Linked DNA regions of Mus musculus: regions 2, 3, 4, 5, 6 and 7 are each linked to region 1. Evidence: chromatin contacts called from public HiChIP or PLAC-seq and promoter capture Hi-C data. All regions are on one chromosome and are shown on one strand. Each heading gives the region's core, a stretch centred on a gene start, on an enhancer-like site or on the middle of the called end of the contact. The rest is flanking DNA. Distances are from core to core; before and after follow the strand shown. Region 1 holds the start of Psmd7 (proteasome (prosome, macropain) 26S subunit, non-ATPase, 7). Region 2 holds the start of Pdp2 (pyruvate dehyrogenase phosphatase catalytic subunit 2). Region 3 holds the start of Cdh16 (cadherin 16). Region 4 holds the start of Cmtr2 (cap methyltransferase 2). Region 5 holds the start of Zfp612 (zinc finger protein 612). Region 6 holds the start of Tat (tyrosine aminotransferase). Region 7 holds the start of D230025D16Rik (RIKEN cDNA D230025D16 gene).

Evidence for each region. Promoter capture Hi-C pulls out the DNA fragments that hold promoters and counts their contacts. HiChIP or PLAC-seq counts read pairs in DNA pulled down with a chosen protein or histone mark. Capture Hi-C pulls out chosen DNA fragments and counts their contacts.
Region 2: a promoter capture Hi-C map of pre-B cells shows a contact between it and region 1, with 3 times the contacts expected there. The contact joins the promoter of Pdp2 here to the promoter of Psmd7 in region 1. A contact is called at or near these places in 2 of 39 promoter capture datasets (liver and pre-B cells).
Region 3: a contact with region 1 is called in a promoter capture Hi-C map of pre-B cells, with 5 times the contacts expected there. The contact joins the promoter of Cdh16 here to the promoter of Psmd7 in region 1. A contact is called at or near these places in 1 of 39 promoter capture datasets (pre-B cells) and 2 of 9 other capture datasets (adipose tissue and liver).
Region 4: a promoter capture Hi-C map of liver shows a contact between it and region 1, with 7 times the contacts expected there. The contact joins the promoter of Cmtr2 here to the promoter of Psmd7 in region 1. A contact is called at or near these places in 5 of 39 promoter capture datasets (3T3-L1-derived adipocytes, the C10 cell line, liver and 1 more), 1 of 484 Hi-C or Micro-C datasets (CD4 T cells), 1 of 115 datasets of contacts at active chromatin or transcription factors (astrocytes) and 1 of 9 other capture datasets (liver).
Region 5: a contact with region 1 is called in a promoter capture Hi-C map of liver, with 2.9 times the contacts expected there. The contact joins the promoter of Zfp612 here to the promoter of Psmd7 in region 1. A contact is called at or near these places in 4 of 39 promoter capture datasets (hippocampal neurons, liver, pre-B cells and 1 more).
Region 6: a contact with region 1 is called in an H3K27ac HiChIP or PLAC-seq map of embryonic stem cells, with 6 times the contacts expected there. The contact joins the promoter of Tat here to the promoter of Psmd7 in region 1. A contact is called at or near these places in 1 of 39 promoter capture datasets (hippocampal neurons) and 1 of 115 datasets of contacts at active chromatin or transcription factors (embryonic stem cells).
Region 7: a promoter capture Hi-C map of liver shows a contact between it and region 1, with 3 times the contacts expected there. The contact joins the promoter of D230025D16Rik here to the promoter of Psmd7 in region 1. A contact is called at or near these places in 2 of 39 promoter capture datasets (the 3T3-L1 cell line and pre-B cells) and 1 of 9 other capture datasets (liver).

The regions. Positions count from the first base shown.
Region 1 is chr8:107,586,849-107,589,920 of GRCm38.p6, reverse strand. It overlaps Psmd7 (proteasome (prosome, macropain) 26S subunit, non-ATPase, 7), which reads left to right and starts at 1,439. Exons shown (of 7, transcript NM_010817.2): 1 at 1,439-1,642. The coding sequence starts at 1,569.
Region 2 is chr8:104,589,952-104,593,023 of GRCm38.p6, reverse strand. Pdp2 (pyruvate dehyrogenase phosphatase catalytic subunit 2) reads right to left here and starts at 1,552. Exons shown (of 2, transcript NM_001024606.2): 1 at 1,429-1,552.
Region 3 is chr8:104,622,859-104,625,930 of GRCm38.p6, reverse strand. It overlaps Cdh16 (cadherin 16), which reads left to right and starts at 1,535. Exons shown (of 18, transcript NM_007663.3): 1 at 1,535-1,783; 2 at 2,493-2,550; 3 at 2,794-2,883. The coding sequence starts at 2,506. It overlaps Gm51588 (a long non-coding RNA gene), which reads right to left and starts at 1,562. Exons shown (of 2, transcript XR_003947593.1): 1 at 1,300-1,562.
Region 4 is chr8:110,216,522-110,219,593 of GRCm38.p6, reverse strand. It overlaps Cmtr2 (cap methyltransferase 2), which reads right to left and starts at 1,634. Exons shown (of 2, transcript NM_146215.4): 1 at 1,508-1,634.
Region 5 is chr8:110,078,157-110,081,228 of GRCm38.p6, reverse strand. It overlaps Zfp612 (zinc finger protein 612), which reads right to left and starts at 1,495. Exons shown (of 5, transcript NM_175480.4): 1 at 1,225-1,495.
Region 6 is chr8:109,988,881-109,991,952 of GRCm38.p6, reverse strand. Tat (tyrosine aminotransferase) reads right to left here and starts at 1,517. Exons shown (of 12, transcript NM_146214.3): 1 at 1,433-1,517; 2 at 234-480; 3 at 6-110. The coding sequence starts at 468.
Region 7 is chr8:105,223,573-105,226,644 of GRCm38.p6, reverse strand. D230025D16Rik (RIKEN cDNA D230025D16 gene) reads right to left here and starts at 1,458. Exons shown (of 16, transcript NM_145604.3): 1 at 1,159-1,458. The coding sequence starts at 1,222.

The sequences.
Region 1 (3,072 bases), core at 190-2,689:
CTATAAAAACCTTGTCTTTCTCATGCCCAATGCTGATTTCTTGAACCATCCCCTGCACCAGCACCACCACACACACACACACACACACACACACACACACACACACACACACACCCGTTTTTAGGAAGAGACAGCCCATGTACACAAATAAAAAAATGCTTGTTTTAAAGCTATGATATGCTTACAGACGGGAGACTGGCATGGCTGTCCTCTAAGAGGCCCTACCAGCAGTTGACTTAGACAGACAGATACTTACACCCAAGCATTGAATTGAAATTGGGGACCCCTATAAAAACTAAATTAAATTGAATAAATAAAAATGCTTGCTTTAATTAATTAATTTTAATTAATTTAGCCATGGTGTTTTGGGTTGGTGGCCTTTCTCCCCAAATCTTTGGGATTAACAAAACCTGAATGTTGTTGCACTCATTATGTCACAGTGAGCATTAAGGAAAATTCCCAGAAATAAAAACTATAGATAAAGTATCCAGTCATACACCCAAAGTGTGCCCTTGGTGTTAGAGACCGAGAGCATCTCTAAACCACGTGTGGTCGCATATGCTGTCACCCTTGTACTTAGGAGGAGGTAGAGACAGGGGACCACCCTGGACTATACAACAATTTCCATGCTAGTCAATGTCATAGAAGGCCCAACTTCAAAAGCAATGAAATAAAACATTAAAAATAAATAAATAAAAACCAGGTGTGATGGCATATGACTTTAACTCCAGCACTCAGGGAACAGAGGCAGGTAGAGGCCAGTCAGGTCTACAACGTGAGTTCCAGGACAGCCAGGGCTGTTACATAAAGAAACACCGTCTCAAAAAAAAAAAAAAAAAAAAAAAAAGAAGCAAAACAAAACAAAAACCAAAACCCAAAAACAAACAAACAAACAAATGAAACTCCTCTGGGAAATTTTGAAACAGTGCTGACTTAAAGTGTTAAGTGAAAGTTAAGGGCTGGTGAGATGGCTCAGTGGGTAGGAGCACCTGACTGCTCTTCCGAAGGTCCAGAGTTCGGATCCCAGCAACCACATGGTGGCTCACAACCATCCGTAGCGAGATCTGACTCCCTCTTCTGGTGTGTCTGAAGACAGCTACAGTGTACTTACATATAATAGATAAGTAAATCTTTGAAAAAAAAAAAAGAAAGTTAAATATATGTCGTTAATTATTTGATTAGTAGAAGTACACGCTGTTACTACTTATGTTTATCTGCCTTTTTCTACAACCTTCCAAGGAGGAGAAATGGTGAGCTGGCAAACAACTGAGGAAAAACAAAAACGAAAACAAAAACAAAAACAAAAACCTAGGGAAAGGCTCAATGCCAAGCTTCGTCAATAGCCTAAGTCCCACAGAAGGCAAGGCGGTTCTTTCCCTTTCTCAAGATGGCGCCCCTGGCGACAGGGCGGGCACGAGCGCAAAGCGCTCTGGGAGCGGAAGTCGACTGTGCAGCGGCGGTCAAACCGGAAGGGGAGGTGCTGGGGCCTGGAGGAGCGGCCTGTGTCGCTGCGGTTGCTGGTGTTTGCGGGTTGCAGGGAGCCGGGCCGGTGGTCGGGCTGTGTCGCGATGCCGGAGCTGGCGGTGCAGAAGGTGGTGGTTCACCCCCTGGTGCTGCTCAGTGTGGTGGATCATTTCAACCGGTGAGCGGGTGGCGCGTGGCGGCCACACGGCGCAGGGCTGCTGAGTCACGGGCGCGCCGGGCACAAACGCGGCGGCCGGGGACACGGGTTGGGACAAGCGACCCCAGCGGCTCCACACCGCGGTGCTCGGTACCCATTGACAGCCTCGCACCCCCACCGAGGCCGCCACTCCTGAGTCTGGCCCGCCTGGCGAGGCCCCGGAGCCGGAACGATGCTACCCGCCGAGGCCGCGCCTTTTCCCAGAACGGCTGGGCGCCGTTTAAGACCGAGCTTCAGTCTCGTGTGCCCGTGCCTGTAAAAGCTGTCACTGAAACCCCGGTCTCGGAGTCCCCGATGAACGATTTTCTGGATGAGGCAGGGATCATAGCCAAGTTTCGATTTGGGATTCTGGTCGAATGGTACCTTTAAAATGGGAATGAATAAGGTGTCGGCTTGTTCCTCTAAAAACGAGGCAGGTGCAGATTGGGGCCAGCCTACAGTTCCCTTGGGTAGCTCACTGCCACCCTTGCCTGCTCCAGCCGTTCATCCGGCCAGACCTGTTGCACGTGTTCGGAAGTTTTACAAGATAATTAGTGTGAGGAGTTAACAAATATGAAGGTCCAGTAGGGAGTCTACTTGCAGTCAAGTCGGCGCTAGTGCCTGGTCTGAAGCAGGCTTTGTGCAGCTAACTCAACCAGAGCCAAAAAAAAAAAAAAAAAAAAAAAACCTCAAGACGGAGCCTTTTGAGTCTGAATTCAGTTGTATTGTTCGGAATGCCTGGGATACTAGGGGCCCTGATGGGGTGAACACTGTTTAAGCTTTATTTTAACAATTGGTAAGAATGGGGGGGGGGGGTGCAGACACTGTTGGTAGTTGTATCAAGGAACAGATGGAGGGGCTTTAAAGACTCGTGGATGAAGTTTCCTTTGGCATGTGGAAACTCGTTGTTTGAAGTAGTTTTAGTGGGTTAGAGAGGTGTAATGTTACTTTCACTGTGGCTTGTGTGTTTCCTTAGCATAGAATTAAGTTGTTTCCAAATATGCAGTTTGTTAGTGGCTAAAGAAAACAATTCTTGCTGGGCGTGATGGCGCATGCCTTTAATCCCAGCACCCCGGAGGCAGAGGCAGGCGGATTTCTGAGTTCGAGGCCAGCCTGGTCTACAAAGTGAGTTCCAGGACAGCCAAGACTACACAGAGAAACCCTGTCTCGGAAAAAAAAAAAAACAAAAACAAAACAAACAAACAAAAAAAAACAAAACTGGTACTTCTCTTAGATCTTCATCCCTGGAGAGATTTCAGTGTAGCGAGGAGGGGAAAGAGTTTAAAGGATAAAGCTGAGAAAAAGAAAAACAAGCATGACTTTTTCTCCAAGGGAGTATCTGGAATCTTTAGAAAGTATCCTTCCAATGCGGGTTGGGGTGTTTCCTTATCTTTCCTACGGGAACTAACCTG
Region 2 (3,072 bases), core at 303-2,802, 3.0 Mb after region 1:
TTATTATTGTTGTTTTATTCATCACTGGGGACTGAACACAAGGTCTCTTCTATTTGATCTACCACTGAGCTACATCCCCAGCCCTCTTTCACACTTAGCCTTGAACTTTAGATCCTCCTGCCTCAGATTCCAGGGTAGCTAGAATTAGCCATCAGTTGCTGGTCTCACAGAATTCCTGTGTAATTTGTATTGGTCATTGTTGTTTTGTTTTGAGACAAGGTCTTACTTTGTCACCCTGGCCAGCATGAAATTCACTGTGTAGGTCAAGCTGTCCTCAAAATCAGAGATCTGCCTGCTCTGACGTTCTCAATACCTCATGAGATTAAAAGTGTGTGCACCATGTCAAGATTTCACAACGTTCTGTAAAGACTTAATAAAATACGACACTTCTGAGCCGTCACAGTGCTATCACGCCTTTAATTCCAGAATTCCGGAAGCAAAGGTGAAGAGGCAAGCTGATCTGTGAGTTCAAAGCCAGCCTGATCTACATTGCAGACTGTTACTTTGCTTGACAAAGTAAGCCCATGGGAATGGGGGGGGGGGGTTGAAACTGGGAGTGTGGGTGCACGCCTTTAATCCCAGCACTTAGAAGGAAAAGGCAGGCAGAATTTGAGACCAGGTACACAGAGAAACTGTCTCAAAAATCAACAAAAGGAGGGAGCCACTATTTTTGTCCTTGGGATACATTCTGTACAGATTTTTATATCATTGGGCCAACTACTGTGAACATGATTTCCTATTAAAGGCAATGTTTTCAGTGATAGTACTATTTATGGTTTTTGGCATAAACATTCACAACTACTGGTGACTTGGAGCTTGTTTCCACTAACCTGGTACCAAATTACATGGCATTTGCAGTCACCTTTCCCTTACTTATTTCCAAAACCAGTAGGTCAAAGGGTATAAACGCACTGTCAAACCGATTTCCCAAAGCCAATACCCATCCCGCTGAACTTGGGACAGATGAGGTCGGACAGGGGCAGATGGCCTCAGACGCCCCTTGACCCTGCAGAAAGGACAGGCAGCTGTGCGCAATGAAAACCATTCGCCTCCAATGGGACAGAAAGAATTTAGCACCCCTAAAGAAACCAAGTCTCTTGATTTCTTGGCTGGACCGCAAGGCTCTAAGAAATCCCAGCCCCCGTTTAGTGGCTGAGCCTTGGCTTTCCAAGGTGTAAGAATCCAGTTGCGACGTCCAGCTCACCGGTGCTCCAGTACTAAGGAAGCTGGTGCAGAGAACCGGCTAAGCAGTCGTCTCCTCCACCAGTGCGCGGGCCCACGTGGCGCGTGCGCGCGAGTGGGGTGACCATGACCAGGGGCCAGCTCGTCCCGCCCTCTCACCTCATCCCCCTCTCCGCCCCATCACCTGAGGTACCCGTAAACTAGGCTAGGGAAGGCGTCCGCACCCCGAATCGTCCCCTTCCTTACCTCGTATCCTCGTCCTCTCCTCCCCAGCTGGCGCCGCTGGCACTCGGCGGATCCTCTCGGCTCACTCTGGTCCTGAGCACAGTTCCGCGGTTGCTGCGACTGGGTTTTACTTCCCTGGAGAGGCCCCCAGTCGAGGAACCAGCACCAAAAGAAATATCCCTCCCGCCATTCCTGATTGGCTTATCCTTGGAGGCGGGCCCTTGACGGACATTGAGATTACCCAATGGATGAGGAGGGCAAAAGGAAGGCAGAGGGGCGGGGCCGGGAGGGGCCACCCTGCACTCTACCCCCTGGGGTTACCCGTGGCTTTTGTGCAGCCGCTGCGCCAGTAGGTCGTCACGTGGGGCTCTTCCCCAAGCTTCCCTTATCACCACACCCTGCAAAGCCAGAACCAAGAGACCTCTCCAGTTCTTTACAGTTCATTCTCACATAGATTCCTCCCGGGTTTTGTTCCGTTCCCTCCAAGCCTCTCTCCAAAGTGCCACATCTTTATTATCTTTGGACACCTATCTTGAAGGCTTTATGGACACTCTAGGTTCTACTTGCCCTGACCTTATCTTCCAGTCAAACCTGCTTTTCTTCCTAAACCAGCAATGGCTTCGCCGGCCCCAGAAGACCCAAGTCCAAACACCAGGGTCAATTTGATGCTTCCCTTACTGTCACACACTTTAATCCTGTCATTCCCACCTCCTAAGTCCCTTCCCACCCATCCATTTGCCAATGCCAGACTCCAAAGCCTTTAAGGCCCCCTACTTCCAAATTACACTTAGTCCCAACCGATTTTCCTTCCTTTACAAACAGCTAGAAGGAACCTTCTAATACTCACATTTCTGATCTAAAGAGTTCATTGGCTCCTTACTAACCACCATTTTGAATTCTCAATTACATTGGCCTCTTAGCGACAAGTGATGTTAGCCGCACCTTTACTTGTTGGTAGCTTGGGAGAGCCAGAACCAGAGAGGTCCAGAGCTTTCCCTCCTTGCCTTCTGGTCCTAACAATAGCTGAGTCTGGTCTTCACCTTATAATGTGTGAGTCAGTAGAGTCCTTTCTTGAAGTCAAAGAGAGATAAGAGATAGCAGAAAGGTCTGAGAGTGCTGTCTCTGGAAAGAAAGGCAAGCTGGTTTACCCAAAGTCACGTCTGAGGTAAAAGTGTTCCTGCTGTATTTCTGTGATGTGTCCCCTTACTGGGCCTCAGGCCTCTCAAGGAGGTGGTTGCTTGGGAGTGTTTTGTTTTATTTGTGTTTTTGAGGTAGCATCTCACTAGGTAGCCCTAGCTGGTCTAGAACTAGCTATGTAGAACCGGCTGGTCTCCAATGTACAAAGATCCACCTACTTCTGCCTCCCAAATTCTGGGATTAAAGGCGTTTGCTAAATCCCTGTTTTTGTTCTGGGTTTTGCTTTGGTTTTGTGATACTGAGGATTGAACCTAGAGCCTCCTGAATACTATCAAACACTATCATAGATAGATCTTCGTTACTCTACCCTGTCCCCCTCTCCCCTCCCATCCTACCCTACCCCTTCCCCTTTTTATGCCTTGAGACAGATTCTCACTAAGTTGTCAAAGTCAATCTTGAACTTATGTCCTCCTGCCTCAGCCTCAGAAGTAGCCCTGAGGGTGTTATATAGGTCTGCACCCTGTCTGG
Region 3 (3,072 bases), core at 286-2,785, 3.0 Mb after region 1:
GCCTGAGGCAAGGGCCCACGTGTTTCTTCATTCCACAAACTCTTGGGAGCCCTTGAGACCTAGTTAGAACCCTGTTACACCTCACTCAATATCAAAAAGATGTTTGAAGATCGTAGTTCCTCAATGTGTGTTCAAGGGAACCTCGGAGACCCCCCCACATCCTCCCCCAGGAAGTAACTGCTCAAAGCTTCTACTGTGTGTGTGTGTGCGCACACACACACACAGAGAGAGAGAGAGAGAGAGAGAGAGAGAGAGAGAGAGAGAGAGGGAGAGGGAGAGGGAGAGGGAGAGGGAGAGGGAGAGGGAGAGGGAGAGGGAGAGGGAGAGGGAGAGGGAGAGGGAGAGAGGGAGAGAGAGAGAGATGAGGAAAGCTTGCTCTGCCATGGGAAGGTCCCCAAACCTGAAAAAGAAACCCAGGCGCCTTGGGCAAACGGCTTAGCCTCTCTGTACCCCAGAGGGGTATGACAAGGGGACAGTTCCCTCTTCAGAATGAGTGGGTGGGATAGCAGCGATATGTGCTCACAGAAGTTCTGGGTGCTGGTTAGTAGGCACTCAGTATGTGTGAGACCTCCTTCAACAACCCCACATATAGCACTAACCTAGGCTCAGTGCCTCAGTGATCCTAAAACAGACACTCAGCTTGTCCCAGTCCCGCTTCCATCTGGAATGCTGACCAGATATACCATGAGCAGTCCTCGGGGGAGACCCCAAAACATGGAAGGAAAGTGAGAGGAGGGAGACCAGGGTCTTCATACTCTGTACCCTCATCTGAGATTCCCAGAAAACAAGGTTTCTGCTGGGTCTGCCTTTCAGGCCTTACAGGGGGAGGTGAGGAGGCCCTGGTCAGCCCTGTAACTCCCTCAAAGTCACCTGAGCTGGCTCGGTCTTCTCTTTTCTGCTTAGAGACATGAGACAGGTCAGAGCCTCACCCTTATCTGTGTTCAGGAGACCATGTGAGGCTAGGAGAGCTTCAGGGGGACCTCTAGGCTTCTGTCCCACCCACTGGTCTCACTGATGAATGTTCTAGAGCTCCGAACACACACTTGGGGTCAGCTGCCCTTTGGGTTACACTCCCAGTCCTTTCCTTAGCTCCACGGGCCACTTGGGGCAGGACAAGGTCATAGCCTACTCAGAGGAACTCCGAAGCTAATACGTGAGAAACAAGCTGGTGTCTTCTGGGCATCCGTAGAGGCAGTTCATGGTATGGAGTGGGGGAGCCTAATCCAGCCTGTGAATGTAAGGGCTTTCCTGAAGAAGGGGTTATTAGTGCTTGTTGCTAAAGCGTAAGCAGGTACTTACTGTCCTGTAGAAAGGTGGGAAGAGCATTCCAGGCACAAGGAACAATATCTGGAGAGATCTGGCTACAGATGCCACTGCACAGAGGAGAAGTGGGAGCCAAGTCTGAACACACACACACACACACACACACACACACACAGAAGTTATGTCTAAGCCCAGAGGGCCAGCAAGTGCTCATTGGGCTGTGTCAAGGGGGCAGTGACAGACCAAGAGCTGCCCACCTCCTAGGGCTGGCAGTCACGGATGCTGAGCAGATCTGGCTCTCCAAAGTCAATAAGTAACTTGGGGGGACTAGGCGGGGCCAGGCCTGCTCCTGTGGGCCCCGGTGGCATTTTCCACTCCTGAGCAAGCACGGCCAGACCGCCTACCTGCTCAAGTGTCCACCTTGCCTCGCCCCACCTAAGCCAAATTTGCCAGAGCTCCCTGAAGAAGGATTCCTTTCTCCTGGAAACTGGACCAAGGGAGAGGCTTTGGGCATCTGAAGGTGAGTGCCTGAGAGCTCTTGGGTGGGTAGGACTGAGGTTGGGAGTAGGGGCACTGCCCTATCCTTCAGATATCTGGGTAAGAATATTCAGGGATCCATCTTGCAGTCGTGTGTGTGTGTGTGTGTGTGTGTGTGTGTGTGTGTGTGTGTGTGTGTGTGTTAACATTGCACATTCTTAACTTCCTGCTGAGATCTGCAAAAGTTTCTGCATTAGGGGCAGTCTGGTATCTGGAGGGTGGCACTGAGAAACTCAATAGGCCCCAAGGCCTGAGCTACAAGTCTTCTGTTGCTGAAGGAATCGTCTTGTGTGGAATCCTCTGTGACCTTGGTCAGGCCCTGCCATTCAGGCCTTACATGAAGCACGGAACTCTGTCCTCAGAAATGATAGCTGTCTGTCCAGTTGCTAATTTCTGTGATTGGTGGCCTGCTGAATAATTGTCACTTTGGGAATCTGGGTGCTAATGAGGGGTGGGGGGAGATGGCAAGAAGGAGAAAGGGGTTTGGAAGTGAAAACCTCTATGGTGCTGTTTATAAGAGCAAGATCGAAGAAGCAGGATTGTTGGGCCTTACTTGGACTGACTGAGAAGCTGAACATTTGCAACATGCAGGGAGGAGACTAGTCCATACTGAGGTCCCTCTGCCTGTATATACAGGGTAGAACCCTTCTTCTTGACCTTCTGACCTAAATTCTCATTCCCATGTCCCTCAGGTCTGCCTTGACCATGATCTCTGCCCGGCCGTGGCTACTTTACCTCTCTGTTATTCAGGTGAGTTGGGCCCTGTCTCTTTCTTCAGATCTCAAACTTAGGGGTTAGCACCCATGTCCCCAGTCCCACTAGACTCCTGACACTGGCCATAAGAGTAGTATGGGAGTTGTGAGTTCAAAGTCATAACTATGGGCCTGCTATGGAAGCAGGAAGCCTAAGACCAGGGGGCGGACAGACTAAGATCTGGTGGGTCAGGGAGAAGGAGTCTGTGTCTAAGGAACACGGTAAGAACTTCCCCCACAGGCTTTCACCACTGAGGCCCAGCCTGCAGAAAGCCTGCACACAGAAGTCCCTGAAAACTATGGTGGAAATTTCCCTTTTTACATACTCAAGGTAAGCCGGAATGTGGGGTGGCTTCCCATCCCCCCCCCAATACCATGCTTCTCCTGCCAATTGGTCCAGTTCTCTTCCCTGATTTGAATCTCCTATGAGTCTTGCTTCCTAGACAGTGCATGGATTAGTGTAAGCAACTAACAAGATTTTAGTCCCAGAGAAGAGCTGAGCTTTGAGTTAAAGAACAGA
Region 4 (3,072 bases), core at 385-2,884, 2.6 Mb before region 1:
TGACATTGGTGCTTCCTGAGTCCTGTCCTCTTAGCAAACCTTCCCATCCCTTTTCATCCTGTATTTTATCCTGTGTTCATCTGGTGTACAGGTTGGTAAGCTCCTTAAAGCAGTGGGTACCTTTTTTAATCATCTTGTTTGTCACAACTACTTACGAGTCCCACGTGAGTAGAGATTTACTGTCACAAACAGCAACATCATTTAACAGTTAGAAACTGTATTTAGAAAAGCTCTTAGGGGGAGGCAAAAGCAGGGCATTTCTGCACGCACAAAAACTCTACGTAAGAGCAAACAGAAAATTTACTACAATGAGCTCATCTGTCTTGATCCACGCTGTGCTTACTGGGAACCGCAGCTACATTTAGACCTCCAATACATTCTATTTTGGGGGGAAAAAAAAAGTCTACTTTTAGTCATTAACTTCACATACTAATTAGTGGCTGTGGTTAAGCTGTGAAATCTTACCGAAATTAAGTGGATAATTGCCTTCACTTGCAAACAACTAAAAGGATTCAAACGCTCCAAGGTTCCTGACTGTACTTGAGCCTTGCTGCCAACTCATTCTTAATATTACCGCCCCCTTATCCATTCCACTCCAGCCACACAAGCCTGCTGTTCACTGAAGACCCAGGCCACACCACGTTGGAACACTTTGCTCAATACTAAGAGGCAAGCTCTACCTGGGCTTTACTCCCCCAAGTATCTATCTAGCTAATCCCCTCAGCTCCTCCTGGTATTTGCTGGAAGGCACTTTACTCTGTGAAGCCTATCCTAACACACTTATTTTGAAATTGCATCTCGGGCTCCCCATGGCCCTTACCTCACTTTCTCCCACGGCATTCATGTTTATCACTTATTTCTTTTCCCCTGTGTTCTGTTTGTGACTTGTCGTTCTCAACTTCCTCAAACCAGAATGTAAGCTCCGCACTTCTGCAGGACAGTTATCTTTTATTTTGCTCACTTACATGCCACCCCAAAAGGTTCCAACAGTGGCTGGTGGGCACTTAAGTACACTAACATTAACTGGATAAATGGACGAATATTACACTTAGCCCAAAAGACAAAGCTCTGAACAGAATAATGCATTTCAATTTCACCCTAGCATTTCAATGTACGACTTAAAAACAAAAAAAATTTCAATTAAATGCATAAAATTTTTTTTCAACTAAATGCATGCCGTTTCCAAAGTGCATGTGAGGCTGATGAGTATCAACTGTATTATTTTGCAGGCTCCAAGTGGAAGACAGGAAGCTTCCTGTCCAAAGCCACAAGGAAATGATTATAAAATTTGTAAGTCCAACACCAAAGCCTTTAAGTTCTCAACAGCTGTCAGGTCTAAGTGAGCATAGGGAGTGTTAGCAATGGTCCCGCCAACTTTTCCTAGGAAATAAAAACACTGGGGCATGTGCAGTGCTCACACTGGGTCCTGGGACAGCCACCTCTCAAACACTCATTTGAGCAGCCCCGCCCCTTGCCCGCAGCGAACCGTCCGGGAACTGTCACTCACCGAGAAGCCGGGTCCGCATTCCTTCAGCCCACGCCCACCAGAGCCCCTCGAGCAGGAGCAGAGTAGCACCGCACACGCGGTCCTCACTCTAACGAGCCACCTGCCACTTCCGCTCCCGGGAACAGCTTCCGGGGGTGGCGTCTCCTCTGCGTACTTGGCAACCGGGTCGCGGACAAAGAGGAGGGAGCGCCTGGAAGACCGCCCGGACCTGCGCACGCGCAACTGGAGCCAGATCCTCCTCCAGACCACGCCCCCACCGGCTGCGAGGCTCTGACAGCCACACTGCACAGGCGCCTTCCGGGAGGCCTATCGTCACGCGCATCGACGTCACTCGGGAGGGTGGCAACTCCTGGAGCTGAGCTCTGGTGCGGAGAAACTTGTCCGTCTCAGCGGGTCGCCATGGCAACGGAACTGGGCTTTGGTACCCGAAGGTTTACCCTGGATAGATAGATGCTAGTTCCTAGGAGAGACTGCATTAAAATTGAAGCTCAATGGATAACTTGAGTGCAAAACCAAATTAAAGAAACGGAAGTATCATCACTTGGTGTGTTTACATATTAATAAACCAAGGAAAAAGAAAACCACCCGGTGTAGTGCCACAAGCCTTTGATCCCAGCTCTCATGAGCCAGAGGGAAACAGATCTCTGAGTTCTAAGTCACTCTGGTCTACATAGAGAGTTCCATGTCAGCCAGGGATACCAGAGGATGGACTCTCAGGCCTGGGACTCTCTAGTTAGGTTAGACTGTCCAGCTAGTCACTGGTATCCACCTGTCTCCACCTCCCCAGCTGTGGGGTAGCCACAGCTGCTGTGCGTTTATAAGTGTAACAGCCATCCTTTTTAGAGGAAAGCGCTTCACAGCACTTCCCTCATCCTCTCGCTCTCCCACTCTTTTCACCCACTCTTCTGCACTCCCCTTCCCTGAGCAGGTGTTATGTAGATGGCCTGTCTATGGCTGAGCTGTCAGTCACTTCTCAGAACTTTGACAGAGATGAGGGAAGAGCACCGTATTCAGAAGGCAGTTTGGCAACTTGACCATTTAGAGAAAAAAAAAAAAATCAGTGGACTCTCCCTTAGAGCCCACGATTTGTTAGTTATGGGTTTGGGCCATAACTAATACAAGGCATGAATTCCTCTTGTGGAGCAGGCAAATACCTACTGAATATTTTAGAAAAGCTCCCTTAAGTTCCTTCCTAGTCTTCCACCCTCAAGAAGCAGCTATCACTGTATTTCCCATCACCCTAATTTAGATGATCTGGTCTAGAATTTCACATAATTCAATCATTACACTTTGACTCTTCTCAGCCTCTCCCTGTTCAATTTATTATTTAAAATGTTTTCATCTGTATTGTCTTGTGTCTTTAAAATTTATATTGCAAGGGGTTTGTCATTCTGTGGGTTGACTTTAATCAGTTCTTCTACTGAAGGCTGACTGTTTAGTTTCTAGACTGGTGATATTACGAATGGACCTGTTTGGGGACTTTCTAATATGTTGTTGTAAGCATATGTTTTCATTATTCTTGTGTGACTTAGATGTGGAGGAACTGAGTCATCCAGCAGGCATAG
Region 5 (3,072 bases), core at 246-2,745, 2.5 Mb before region 1:
TTGTGGTGTCAATCATTCTTTGCCCAACTGAACTGTTATATTTAATTTGTCTATATTTTTTTTCTATTTTGCTATCTTTGTCCTTCACTCTGTCCAGGCGACTATATTCTACTCATAGCTAAATTCCCACAAACAAAACAAAACAAAACCCTTTGTCCTACGTTCTACATCTTGAAAAACCTAGACTACAAAAGGATTTTTAAATGTTTCTACCTCTTCAAATTGCAGGAGTTTCCCCAGCCATTTTCATTATGACTTATTTGGCAATTAAAAAACTATCAGGCTGTAAATTTTCCTCTGGCTCAGAATTAACCCTTGACCAGGAACACTCGATGCCAAATGTGTTTGGAAAACTCTATATCCACATCAAATCTTAAAAATGTCTACAAAGGGGGTGCCCAGGAAGGGGGGGTGTGAAATGAATCAAATGCATTCTACATTTGTATGAAAATTGCCTGTGAATAAAAAAGCTTGAAAAATGTATTCCTATGGATATTCTCATGTGTAGGAGACATGCACAAAGTATCCATCGTCAGCACTATTTGTGATGCATAACCAGCCTGAAAACAACCTACCCATCCCCTGAAAATACAGCTTCTGTATTGTTTTTATAGCTGGACCTTACCCAGCTGACATAGACACTACTTAGAAATTAACCAAGTACTCAAAAACAACAACAACAACAAAGCTTAAACTGTTGCATATGTATACACTTTTAAAAAAATAGGCTGTGGTAAACACAAAATTCAAAATAGTTGTTACATCTGAGGGTGGGAAGAGTCTGAGAGTCAGATGAAGAACGAATACACTGATGGATGCAGCATAAGGACCAGATTCGTTCTTATCTGGCTGCGCATAGGTAAGCATCCGTTACTTTTCTTTCTCTTAAAACTCTTTCTCTGTGTCTATCTCTGTCTCTGTCTCTCCCTGCTCCCCACCTTGGAAAAATAAGTGTTTTGGCTACGGTTATAGCCGTAAGAGACCTGCATCCATCCAAATGTCGCACTGCCTTCTACGGGGTATGAAATAGCAGCAATTCTGAAACTAGTCTGTGTGTACTCTTGCCATGTCGTCATCTTGTGTGCATGTGTGGGGCCTGACGTCGATGCAGCAGACCAGGCCTTAAGCTCGCTCTGTCCCCAACGGCTGAGAAGTGGCCCTGCTTTCCCTGCGGTGGCCCCGCGCCCTTCACCCTGCCTGGAGCCCGGGACAAGCAGTACACACCTGCAGGGCCGCGGCGGGTCAAGAGACCTGCGATGTCACCTCGAGCCGCTTCGCCCCCGCACGCAGCTACCCCTCTGTGAAGTGACACAGCTTCCCCGATCCGCCACCTGCTGAGTTTTCTGGGTCTGACAATGGTCGCCACTCAAGCGTCACCGCTGTGGACACGGAGACTTGGTGGCCCGCGAGGCTGGCTGCGGGAGCCCCTGCGTGCTGTCCGCCAAGACACACCGCGAACCGCAATGGGTCCGCACTCACCTGCGCAGCACGGTCCGCGCGCGGCCGGAAGTGCGTCACCGGCCCGACCCCGCCCCTCTAGGAGTGCTGCCCCCTCCCTCTCTGGGGTGCCCGCCTGGCCTCTGCGGTTCTCTGTCGCCTAGGACTCAAGCTCTTTGTCGTGGGCCATGGGTTCTGATGTCTTAGGACCCTTACTCCTGGAGTACTGGATAGACCCACCCGAGAAAGGCCACCCGAGTTTATGTCTTGGTAAAGCTGGAGGTGCCAGCAGGTGGACTGTGCCAGTGCGTCACAGGCTGGAGGACCCAGGGTCCACTTTAAAAATAAATGTTATGTAATGTCATGCAGGCCTGCTGCTGGGCCTTGATTGCAGTTGTTCTGGAAGCTGAGGCTGGAGATGGCGCTTAATGATACACTGCTTCTCGGGCACTCTGGGTTCAAAAACCAGGACAAATAATAATAATAACAACAACAACAACCTGATTTCCTACCATGAAATTCATAACTACCTGCTGTTGACACAAGAAAACAACTCTTACCTTAAAGGGGATAAGAGATAGTTTATTCTCAAACCAAATTTAAGTGATCATAGCCCAGGAGCCCAGATTTAGGTTGCCCCAAATTCCACGTTCCAACGCGGAAGCAGTTTTATAGTTTTACAGATCAAAAAAGTCCTAAATCAAAGTTTAAGATATATTGGTTGGGCCGGGCGGTGGTGACGCACGCCTTTAATCCCAGCACTTGGGAGGCAGAGGCAGGCAGATTTCTGAGTTCGAGGCCAGCCTGGTCTACAGAGTGAGTTCCAGGACAGCCAGGGCTGCACAGAGAAACCCTGTCTCGAAAAGAAAAAAGAAGAAAAAAAAAAAAAAAGATATATTGGTTGGGTGCATCAGAGAGGTCGGTACAGCAAGATAGGGGTCGCCTTTCTATATTTCAGATGGATGCTATATGATAACCTTCTTGGCTTTTGTGTTGGTGGAAGTCAATGGCCTGTTACAAGATCCCAACAGGTGTTTAATCTATATTACAGGATGTTAGTTCTTACAGAAAAATAAGCAAGAAATGGTTATTCAAAGTGGTAACACTGGCCCAAAATAAGATAATTAGCTAGCCTTGGCACCTGTAGCATTCCAATATCTCAACAGCACTATAGTTCAATGAGTCAGTCTCTGTAGACATGACTTCTGTTCGGGAACTGAAAATTGGCACTGCCTAGAGACCCACAAGTAATACATAGTAGAGGATACATGAAAATGATTTATAGTAACAACACTACTTTGGTCTAATGGCATACATATTTGCCATTGTCCCACATGGAATTCGGATGTCAGAGCCACAGAGCTCCTGTCTTTCGCTGGTGTTTCCAAAAATCACAAGAGCATGATCTAAAACGGTGAATGCTCTTTTGACAGAGTTCTGAGTGAAACACAGAATGGTTTTTCTCTTCATGATGCTGGAGTCAGATTCCTGGAATTGCTACACGCGTTGTCTGAGTCCTAGATTCTGGCCAAGGTTTTCACTTACATAAATGACTAGTCACACACTAGCAAGTCTTCCTCTGTAGCCAAGACTGTCTTACATCGTCGGCTTTGTGGCACTTCTGACTTTCACCCA
Region 6 (3,072 bases), core at 268-2,767, 2.4 Mb before region 1:
CTTACCGATAGATGGGGCATAGCCATTGTACTTCCCGGAGTCCAGGGCATCCTTCATGGCTTGGGTCACTTCAGGGTCTGTGGGCAGGTTCCCAAACACAGTAGGGTCCCCTGTTCACAGAAGAGAGAAGCTAAAGAACCGCCAAGACTTTACATCCCCACGTTCGGGTCTTATCTCCTCCCCTCTCTTCCTGGCAGCACATGAGAGCGGGAGGTCAAGTGGCCCGAACTCACCAATTGACAGAGAGATCACGGTTTTGTTCGGATTCGGCTTCACCTTCATGTTGTCCACAATGGCTCGGATGGGATTGAAGGTTTTATTGGACATGTCAGAGGGCCTCACATTCCACCTGGCCTTCCTGCCCTTCGCTCTCCCTTGCACCGAGCTTCTCCCGCCAATATTGACGCGAACATCCAGCACTGAAGGTAGGCTGTCATTGACATTCGTCTGGATTACGTAGGAGTCCATGGCTCACAAAGCCTACAGGGAAAAAAAGAGACGTCCCTGTAAGGCTAAGATGGGGAGTTGGGGAGCTGTGTTTAGACCTAAGCAGGGGTGACCTCACACATGCATCTCTCTAATGCTTTTATATGATTTCACTTGTAAGACAGCTTTGGATATGAATAGGAGTGGGGTTTAAGAATGTCTTGCAGAGATAGAAAATATAGGAGCAACTCATTTTCAAAATTATCAGGGAGCATTTAATTGAATATTTATCTACTACAAGTAGGATTGTTTTTTTTCCACTTGTCTTTGGCATGGGTGTGTACTTGTGCATACACATGTTCCACTACAAATGTGTGGAGGTCAGAGGACAACCTCAGGTTGCAGTCCTCACCATCCGCCTCATCTCACTGTGGGTTCTGGCATTACAGATGTGTACCGCCACATCTGACTTTACATGGGTCCTAGAGATCCGAATTCTAATTCTTGCCCTTGGATGACAAGGGCTTTTCCTGCTGGGTCAGCTCTCAGCCTTGTGGGATTTTCTATATGCAACTCTAACCCTATGCTCTGAGTTAAACCGAGAGAAAAAAAAAAATGACAGGAGAGTATTCATCAAAGCATGTGGGCTACCATCTCGCCCCCGAGAAAGGGTCTTCCCAGTACCTTAGCCTGGGCATCTTGGCAAGACCAAAAACTCAAAAACTGTAAAACTAAGGCAGTGGAGCACTTGGCTAGCAGAGCCAGGACCTATGTTCAATCATAATACCATTAAGGAAAGAGAGAGGAAGGGAAGAAGGAACAGAGAGAGAGAGACAGAGACAGACAGACAGACAGACAGACAGACAGACAGATGAATATTGATGCTAGTTAAAGTAAGGACATGTCAGATAAGCATCCCAGCCCTGGGCAGAAAAAGCCAGAATATCAGAAAGAAAGCCAGGAGCATCGCAATCACCATCACAGTGCAGAGAACCTCCGGGATTACCTTCCTCGTCCAGGCAAAGCAGTCTCCAAGCAGCCAAACCTATAAGGCCCACGAGCGCTCCTCCACCAAGTCCTCTGATGATGAGTTCAGGTGCGGTCCTGACCCTTGAAATAGTTTCAGCCAATGGGCGTTGGGCCTGAAGCCCTTATGCTATTGGTTGAGAGTGAGGACTAAGCCCCTCCCCTGGACCTCCCCCCACTCCCCCCCCCCACACTCTGCTGTTTCTCACCCCAACCCTGGGCCACCATCCAATCTGGGATTTGTCCACACATCACGTTATCTGGAATTCTCTGTGTTAACTCTTTCTGGTCATTTGGTGAGCTGTTTCAGGAAACTGTGGAGGGCAGTTGGGGTGACAGCGATTAACTTTATTGTCCTTATTTTGTTATGAAAACTATTGTGTTAACAGTACAGAAATGCATTAAAATGAGGGTCCTTCTGGTAGTGCTTTCTCTGTGCACTCCAGTCTCACTCCTGGACATGGGCAATGATAAGAGCTTGGTTGACTATTCATCTACTGCATGTGGGATTTGCTATGGACAATGGGAATCTCCACAAAAATTCAACCGCACTCCAAGGAAAAACAAATTAAAAAATTCCATCAAATAGGTTAGTATAAGGATAGATAAATAGATGCAGAGATAAATGAATACGTGATTTAATAAATTTTCAAAGCACAGATAGAATCACGCGCTCATTTGACAGTGGGCATTTATCATTGCCATTGTCGTCGTCGTCGTCGTCATAGTCGTTGTTGTTACTTTGTCCTGTGCCTTGATCCCCTTTACTTGGCATACCACAGAGGTCTGGACTCCATTTAGAACAAAATGGGAAGTTAAAACAAATTAATAATCCATCAAGAAACAAGGCAGCCAAATTCTCTGCAGCTTAATTTTCATTAGGGTACAAAACTGTTCAGGAATGCAGTGAGTTGAAGGATCTGAAGTCTGAAGTTTTTAATTTTTTCTTTAAAGAATAGGAAATTCTCAGAGCAGCTTGTATTTGATCACAAAGTTAACAATGGAACTAACAACACTAGTGGTAGAATCTCTCTCCTATGCTGAAACACACACTCTGATTCCTGGACCACACCTGCTCCTTGCTCCCTCAACAGGCACCATCCACCAGAGGCGCTAGACTAATATTTGCGTAGCAGTGTCTCTGCGCATGTGCAGTGCTCCAATCACCACACTTTGCAGGCCTACAACGTCTACTTCCTGCCGTGGGCCTGAAAAGGCAGAGTACTATTTAGATGCACAAGGCTCACATCACACTGGGCACGACAGAGCTCTAGTGCCCAAAGACACGTATCACTATCACCTCCAATAAAAGCTACGGCATGCAGAGATGCTTCATAAAACACAGGTGTTGCCAGAGTCCTGCTGTGCACTTTCTTGTGGACATTAGGACATTGGGTGTCTTCCTCAGTCACTTTCCACCCCACCCCACCCCACACACCCCTTTTTGATATAGGGAATTGAACCAAAGCAAACGCCTCACCACTGAGTTGTACCTCTAGCCTCTCCGCTTAGTTTAGAGTTGCATGGTCTCATATAGCAGCCACAATCATAATTGACTTTTGATCCTTGAAATGTGGCTGATCTTTAGATGAGATGTTTCGTTCATATAATCACGTTCTG
Region 7 (3,072 bases), core at 209-2,708, 2.4 Mb after region 1:
TAAACCATCTGTAGCTGTGGGTCTTAACCAGTCCTGGGATGTCCAGACTAGGTAGGAGTTGTCCAGGGGAGAAAAAAATGTTAATCAGAAGTCAAACATCATTTGCTTTTCAACCACGCTCTTGATGCCTCATATGAGGTTGAATGGAACATGTTCATAGCAGATTAAATTTTGAGAAGTCTACAGGAACAGGCAGTCTAAGTTCTGAGAACCAAGAGCCCTTGATGAAACTGGCTTTTATAATGGGCAAGAAAGAGGCAGGCAGCCACCAAGCCCCAGCAATCTACCCAGCTAGGTAATTCCAATATGCTGTCTCTATAGACAGAGTCGTCTACATTCAAGGATAAGCCATAAACAAATGGAGCAGCTGACTCAGTCCAAGAGCTCCCAGTAGAGAGACAGAGGTTGAGGCCCACACAAACAAGCAGCAGGAACACCTTTTCCCAGCCCCTTCGCTTAGTGCTGCCACTAAGTAAACACACTGGAGTCACTAAATGCAAATACTCTTGTTCACATACGAAGGCCAACTCTCCCCAAGTGACCTAACTGATTTGTCTACCAAGCCAATGTGTAATTTCCACTTCACTCAATTTCAACTTTTAACTCTGGTATCTGGTATTGCGACACCACACGTTAAGAGTACATTTCAAAAGAGAAGAAAACAAGTCGAGAGTTCCTTTTAGAAAAGCAAGCTCATTCCCCCACCACCCCCATCTGATTGTGAGGCATGAGCTTAGGTTTCCCCCACTCCCCTAAAACCAGAGAGAGACAGATCAGAGACCAGAGTGTTGATTAGGTGTGCTACCTAGTTCTTAACTATTAGAGTCAGCAAAATGGGCATAATACTATCGATATTCAGACTTCAGGGAGTTGTATTAGAGATAAATTCAAAAGAGCAGGACCTTCCCACTCCACTAAGTATTTGGTGTGTACTGGCTATTACTATCATAGAGGTCCAAAGAAGGACCCTGCTGAGACATCGCTGATCCTATGACAGACGGGAGGAGCGGGATTCTAAAGCCCGGAGCCGAAAGACTAAAGGGTGAGAAAAGGCGAAGAACCGCGGGCGCAGGGGCATCTGGGGCAGGAACCAGAAGCGGAAGGGACTAGGGAGAATTAAGGGCCAGCCAACAGGATCCCAAAAGACCCCACACTCACCCAGAGTGAATTCCCATTGCTCGTTCCCCAGAGAGCGTTCAGGCACCACCTCCAGGTCCAGCATTGGGTCGGTTCGCTGGGCCGGGCGGCCTCCCTGCGGCAGCGCAGACAGGACCCGGCCTGAGGAGAGCACGCAGCTGCTGACTGGTCGCTCTCGCCAGCCCGCGGACGTCCGGCTCTCCACTCGGTTCCGGGCGGCGACGGCAGCACGAACACAACAACACACTTCACCTCCCTTCAACCTCCCGGGCAGCAGCCCCGGCAGGAGAGGCTGTAGCAACAGCAGCGCCCAGAGCAACTGCAGCAAAAGTGGCGTGCCGGGCCGTAAAGCGTGGCAAAGGCGGGGCTAAATCATGAAGGCGGGGCTTGAGGCGGAGTCGCGCACGCGCAAACTCTGGATCAGAGGCCAGACCCGCGCGGGTAGAGCTGGAGGGAAGAGCAGCTGCTTTAGAACTTAGGGGCCACATTCCAGAGGTCCTGAAACTGCACAGCGCACCATATATGCCTACGCAAGAAAAGGCACAAGGCGGGAAACATGTCACACAAAAATAAAGTCTTCCGTCTGCACACTTGTCCCACTAATCTGCACTAGGAACAAAACGGACAGGAAGGACCCAGTCCCAGAGACTCACGGCCCCGCGGACCATTATCAAGCTTGTCACGTACTGACGCTGGCTGCCACTGCCTAAATTGTTCAGAAACCTACTCTCCTTGGACCCAGTGGTCTCTGAGCAGGGTCCACCTCAGAGTCGAGGATGTATGAGTCCGTTGGCAAGGGTTAGAGCGAGAGGATTTGAGTTAGAAGGCTGAAGAGTTCCGGGCCAGGTCTCATTTCCAGAAATGCTCAACCTAGGGAATACTTTCTAAGCACAGAGGCTGCCTCCTGCAGCTCCGCCTGGAGTCACCATTGCTGCTTGCCAATGCTTTATGGTAGTGACTAAAGCTCTTAAGTGTTCTGTGCCTCCGTTTCCAGTGAGTAGAAGAGGGGCTCCTCTAGTTATTCAGCCAGAATTTTCGGCTTGCTTGCTCTAGGGCACCCTAAAATTAAAAGGCAGCTGAGGCCTCTTTTGATGACAAGACCTCACACCCTCAGTCTCATTTTATAGACGAATAAATGAGGCACAAGGAGGGTAAAGACTTTACCCAAGCTTCCTTGATCCTAGGCAGCAAAGCTCGATTCCCATTATGTTTCCTAAGGGTAGTATTTAGCAGGGAACTAAGTGACAGACTAAATACTCAAACTGGCTATAAAGAAGCCTAACAGTGGATACGTCACAAAATTTCAAGTCAGTGCTATGGGATTAAACAAAATAAAATAAAAATAGTAGAACGTCTTTGAGAAGCATTGCTGCACGCCAAAACAACTGGGTCACTGGGCTGTCTGTCCAGTGGGAAAGTGGCTGCAGAAACGCTGACGTGTGTAGCTAGCTATGTTTAGAGGCTGGGTGTGCTGATTTGTGCCTGCTTGGAATCCCAGCAGTTGGGAGTGAGGCAGTAAAGAAGTTCAAGGTTAGGCCAGCCTGGTCTACAAAGTGAGCTCAGGACAGCCAGGGCTATACAGAGAAACCCTGTCTCGAAAAACAAAAAACAAAAAACAAACAAACAAAAAAAGAAGTTCAAGGTCGGGCTGGAGAGATGGCTCAGCTGTTTAGAGAAGTCAGTGCTCTTCCAGAGGTCCTGAGTTCAATTCCCAGCAACGACATGGTGGCTCACAACCATCTGTAATGGGATCTGATGCCCTCTTCTGGGGTGTCTGAAGACAGCTGTGGTGTACCCATACACATAAAAACAAGCATAACTTAAAAAAAAAAACGTTCAAGGCCATGCTGGGCTACAAAATGAGTTCAAGGCCAACTTGAGATAAAGTAGACGCTGGCTCAAAACAAAACAAAAGAAGGTGGACCCTTCCCCCAC